Regions from separate parts of the Zea mays genome. Here region 1 is linked to region 2. A link is a contact called in public Hi-C data. All regions are on one chromosome and are shown on one strand. The core of a region is the stretch at or near the end of the contact, and the rest is flanking DNA. Distances in the headings are between cores, read along the strand shown. Region 1 holds the start of LOC100273697 (ATP-dependent zinc metalloprotease FTSH 7 chloroplastic). Region 2 holds the start of LOC100384180.

Region 1 (2,938 bases), core at 215-2,714, 140 kb before region 2:
TATCTACAATCCAAACAGTGGATCATATCATATTGCTGAAGCATTAGTTACAACAGTATGATCAACTAAACATGTTATTTCCTGAGTGCCCTAGCAACAAAACGGTCATGTTGCTGGTTGCATCTGTTGAAAACACTTGGATTTTAGATTTCTAGTCAGTACAAATATAACATTGTAGAGCCAGCATTTCAACATATAATACACAATAATCTGCCTCACTGTACATATCGCTCACACAAAGTGGACCTACTGGATTCGCTTGTCAAATTTCATTATCAATTATTCGTCCATCAATTTCAAAGGTCAGAACATCTGTGACTTTCCAATCTGTCATTCTGCATGCTTAGATACAAATTTTAAAATCCCTAATCGGGTGTGACTGGTATTACTCCTAACTTATTTTGGTGATTTCAAAGCCACAAACCTTGTGTTTGCATCAGAGATATCTTTCAGCATAAGTGCCTTACCAGCGCAGAATTGAGCGTGCCGCCAGACCTCTTGTCCGGTGACCCAAATTCAACCATGTTTTCCACCATCTTCTCGTATGGCGTCTTTATGTCCACTGGACGAGTCGTGGTGAACACAATTCTCCTCGAGACTCCAGCATTATCGACGACAGCATCTGTTCCGCGCTGTGATGGTGTCTGCTCCACACGGACCTGGGACTCAACCTCTGGACGGAGTCGGAACATGACGTGCACCCCGTCCACCTCAACCTTCTTCACCTGGTCCTTGTCTATGCTCGCCAGGAAGTCGCTGTACGGTACACTGACGTACGTGGTCTGCGGGCGGGGCTCTGAGCCAGGCAACGCGATCTCCGGTCGAAGCATGCGTAGCGCGAATACGGCGAAGCCGAGCTGGAGCAGGAGGAAGCCCATCTCCCGCCCCTGGACTATGGGCTCCCATAGCCAGCGCCCGACGCCACCTCCCTTAGTCAGCCTCCGCCGCCACTTGTTTTCGCCCCTCTTCGACGAGGGCGGCGGCGGCGTCTGGGCGGCGCTCGTGGTGCTCGTGCCGGTGGTGTCGCCCCCCGAGTCCGCAGCCGCGTCGCGGTCGCCGTCCCCGGACGAGGACGACGGCTCGCCGTTACCAGAGGCGCCGTCGCCGCCGTGCTCAACATTCGCGCGCGCCGCTGGCGGGCAGCGGCGCGCGCGGCGGTGCACCAGCGCGAGCCCGAGGCCCCGCGGCGGCACGGCGGATATCCGGATCGAAGGCGCGCATCCCCCGGCGGCGGCGGCGGCGGCAGGTCGCCGCGGGAAGGGGCGTAGGAGCGAGCGGGGACGGGATGCGATTGGGAACGAGACGAGGGTTTCCACGGCGGCGGAAGCCATACGGAGAGGAAGGAGTAGCGTACGGGTTGAGCGAGAAGCAGCACCAGGGACCTCTCCCGACTCCGCCGCCGCCGCCGCGCGCGTGCGCGTGGAGGAGTCGGTGCGGGGGGGTCGGGGTGAGGAAAGAGACGAAGATGAGGAAGGAAAGAGGCAGAGACGACTGACGAGGCGAAGGGGGATGGAGGGAGGGAAGGGGGTGACCGTTAGCTGCGTCTCACGCCGTCAAGCCGGATTGTTAAGGTTAACCTCTGCGCAAACCCACTCCCGCAAACAAATAACGATTACTTATCTTTAACTGACATGTGGGACCCATGTTTGTAACAAGGTCCAAGGCCCGTCGTCACTGATTTCAGCTTGGGCCGAGCTTGTCCGTTTGGTTAATGATATCGCACGGAGCCGGAGTGAGTATGACCCACTGAGATGTCAGTGGGAGAAGTGTGTGTCACTCGAGATATCTGGCGCGTTGGATGGCGCAGGGCGTCGAGCTTCTCGTGTCCACAGAAACATTGGAGGACGGAACGGCGACGGAGTTTGGGCGTATCTCTTTTGTAACTAACAAAAATGATTGATTTAATCCGATCTGTGTGGATTTATTTTGGCTGTGGATTGATTAGCTTAGGGCACGTTGGCCTAACCTACACCTCTCATCTCTCTTCACGGTTGATCGGTGGCCCAGTTTAGGGTCCGTTCGTTTGTCCAGGATTAGACCAGGATTCATTCCAATTTATCAAAACTTATATAAATTAGAGAAACAATCCGGCCAGGAACCGTTCCAACCCTTCAATCCGTGAAAAACGAACAGACCCTTATTGTTACGGGAGCTAGAGGGTTTTTTTTCAAACTAGTCTAATATTGTGCTAATACTACGGTCCCGATGAGGGAAGAGGGAGGCGCCGGCTACGGCGATACGAGCAAGAGGGAGGATGTGGCGAGATCGTGGTAGAGGGGAGAGATAAGGGTTATGATACGTGTGATGAATGAGAAAGGATATCCAAATAACATTTATTATTGGATTTTAGTGAGTATTGATTAACAATTGATTTTGATGGTGTGTTATGTGTATATGTAATTATTTTGGTGAATTTAGGAGAGGTTATGGGTGTTGGAGTGGTTTGGTAAGGTGGTTTTTACAAAGCTAAAACTAGTTGGTGGATTATATAGTGGTATGGTATAGAATATAGATAAAAACAACGACATTTGTTATATTTTACATGTCAAAAAGGTTAGTTTCTATTTTGTTCACGTCCACCTTCTTTGTTCTATGCTAATCAAACAACATTCAGTAATGATGGTTATTTCATTCTAATCCTCGGTATTGTAAGGGCATTTCTCTTGTTCTGTACCAAGCCACTATGCCTTTAGAGCAACTCTAGTAGTTTTCTAAAAAATAATTCCTTAAATTGTTGTTTAGAGAGTTGGTGTTATGATACTTTACGGATTACCAAACATTTTTTGCCATACTTATTACTGTTTCAACTACTACGACTAGGACAACACGTTCTCCAGACAAGCTCAGGTACGCGACCGAGCACCATACCCTGGCCTCGGCTCTCTGCTCGGTTAAAGATGCAAATACAATGATGGATATCCTCCTCCCGGCTCAAGTC
Region 2 (2,841 bases), core at 184-2,683:
CGGGTGCAGAACATGAGAGGTCACAATCTCACCTTCTCGTTGTCCGGTGGACCGCAAACTTACATCTATCTATTTCTAAGTGCTTAATTACGCCGTTTCCAATAACGAGCCCTGAGAAGGTGTTTTTTGGACCTCGTGCATAAGGTTCTCTGATACATCGTGGCTTGAGCTCGCTATGAAAACGACCTTATTCCGTGAGGGCCTGCTGTTGGGGGGAAGGCCTTCATCGTCGAAGGACTATGAAGTATTAGCTTCATTAAAAAGCAACCTTAAGTAAGCATATTCATCTTCGTCATCGACCCGAAGCTGATAAAAGGACGAAGTTAAGAATATTCAAGTATGCGGGAGCGTTAAGCCAACCAAAGCTGAAGGAGGAAGCTTCGGATGATGCATGACAGTTTATGAATCGAAGAAGCTAAAGAATGCAGAATACATGATCAGCAAGATACAAAGATGGAAAAGTACAATATTACCCTCATGATATTTGTGGTTGACATGTATATGGTTGGAGGACATGTTTGTAATTTCATACAAAGTTGTACCTCACGACTATAAATAGAGGAACAACGTCATGCGTAACGAAGCTTTTTGGATCAGAGTGACTACGAAGTTGTACTTTTCTCATGTCTTCGTGCTATTCATTGAAAGGCCGAAGGTACAAGTGTAATCATTTAATGTATTATAAAAGAATATAAACAAAGTGATAACACATTCAAATGAGTAATCCATTTACTTTTCATGAGTTATACATTGTTTCTATCAACACATTTTCATACTTTCTAGCTTCTTTTTTGAATTAATCTTTAAAAAAGGGTTAAGTGAAGAGAGAAACTCGTAATGTCTTGCCTTGTTTTTTTGGTATCTTCTCAAGAGCCAAAAACAAGTGACCAACATATATAGTCATAACCTCATGGGTGGACACAAGTAATCTCCGTAGGTATAGTTATATAATCATTTTCTCTACTCGATTCAAATCTGATCCATTGTCATCCTTAGACAAGATGAAACTAACTTAGGCCTCGTTCGGCTTTGACGGAACGATATGGAACACGGCCGATTCCATCCGGAATTATTTGATCTGGATTTAAATCAGAACCAATCTAAAATGGTTGTTCGGATAGACCTGTTCTATAATGAAACCAAGCCATTCCAGAATGAAACCAGACATTTTTACCCACTCAACGACTTGGATTAGAGCCACACCTATAATCACCTGGAATCAAACCAAATCAAGCCTTTATAGGTTTTAGTGAAACACCCGAATCCACTCTATCGGGCTTAGATTGAAAAAATATACCTGTCTTCAAGTTGGAACAAAGGAACGCGGCCTTAACTTATGAGGTGAGGCAAGCGGCAAGCCAACGAATGTGCGTCTACCACCGATGATAGTATAATACTTGGCTCCTCCGTGCCCCCACACACGTGACGAGAGACAGTCAGACAGCAGCTCGAACCTCGAAAAGCAGGAGAGTCCAAAGCCGAATGGACAACTGGCAACAAATCAACAGAGCCACAGAGGAAATGAATCCGATAGCCACCGCCGCCCTCACGCCATCCTCATTTTTCGCCTCAAACCGCCGCTTCGCCCCTCGCCTCCGCTCCGTCCTCCCCGCCGCTGCCATGTCTTACGCCGCCGTATCCGCCTCCGCCCCAAGCCCCAGCTCCGGCACTGGGGAACAGGTGAAGGCGGCCCCGCTCCCGCACTCGACCCTCGAGATCGCGGGCGCCCGCCGGGGCCTCCTCTCAGGCTTCGCCAGCCTCCGCGCCCCGTACCGTGCCTTCCCCGTACTCGCGTCGAACCGACACGTCGAGACCATCTTCGCTGCGCTCACGCGATCGCTCCCCGCCGTTAAGCTGCGGCGCGAGTGCCTCCGCGCCCCTGACGACGGAGCCGTCGCGCTCGACTGGGTCTCTGGCGACGACCGTGTGCTTCCGAATGATGCTCCGGTGCTTATACTCTTGGTACGGTGCTCCTTACCCGCTCGGCGCTTGCGGCCCATTGCAGAACTGACTGCACTGCACACGCAGGAGGTGTAGTGCGTGCTCTTTTAAGCGAATAAGCGTCAATGATGTCTGTGGTTATGGCTTCGTTTATCTTTGGAATTGAGGTTATGAGATGCGAATGAGCTCATATGTGTAGTGTAAATCAATGTCAATGCTACCTACAGCATGATGTGACGAAATTAAAATTTTATGGTCTATTTTGGAAATGTTAGTATATTCTAGCAGGGCTGCAAGCGATCTACAGCTCATTTCAGTTTGGGGGAGCAAAATGAGTTAGCTGGGAGTTTTAGATGGTACCTCACCATCAGACAGCCCGTGGCTTGAATGCAACTTGCTTAATTGATATGTTACAATTGGTGTCCTGGCGGCACAAGTGCATCAAGTGAGCAACAAATAGAAATGCTAGAGATCACTGTTATGAGTTTTTGACGAAATAGGTGTTTGGTTCCAATTGGATAATCTGTTTATATTGTGTAGTCTCAGCATATTCACATGATGAACCAACGTCCATACCATGCTAACAGGATCAGGTCTGGAACATGTTTCAGCACTTGTGTTCTTCAGCTCGATGTAGAGTGCGCAAGTTTCATCCAAGGATACAATTTCTTATAATCGTTTGGAATTGAGTTATAGTTGAAATTCACTATAAGATACAAATGAAATTAAATGACCACAAAAGAATTTTCACCTGAAGCAAAGCAAAAGGGTGTGGAGCCAACTAACTTTCAATTTCTTATTTTTTTGTTTTGCTTATATACAAGCCTAATGTAAGTTTGATTTCTTTCCAGCCTGGTCTTACAGGTGGAAGTGATGATACATATGTAAGGCATATGCTTA

What was found. A called contact is a pair of places that touch in the nucleus more often than the background predicts.
Region 1: a Hi-C map of leaf shows a contact between it and region 2, with 9 times the contacts expected there. The contact joins the promoter of LOC100273697 here to the promoter of LOC100384180 in region 2. A contact is called at or near these places in 11 of 25 Hi-C or Micro-C datasets (bundle sheath, ear, endosperm and 4 more) and 1 of 3 datasets of contacts at active chromatin or transcription factors (leaf).

Annotation. Positions count from the first base shown.
Region 1 is chr4:155,897,324-155,900,261 of Zm-B73-REFERENCE-NAM-5.0, reverse strand. It overlaps LOC100273697 (ATP-dependent zinc metalloprotease FTSH 7 chloroplastic), which reads right to left and starts at 1,464. Exons shown (of 13, transcript NM_001360293.1): 1 at 468-1,464. The coding sequence starts at 1,331.
Region 2 is chr4:155,753,131-155,755,971 of Zm-B73-REFERENCE-NAM-5.0, reverse strand. LOC100384180 reads left to right here and starts at 1,433. Exons shown (of 9, transcript NM_001321804.1): 1 at 1,433-1,962; 2 at 2,793-2,841. The coding sequence starts at 1,483.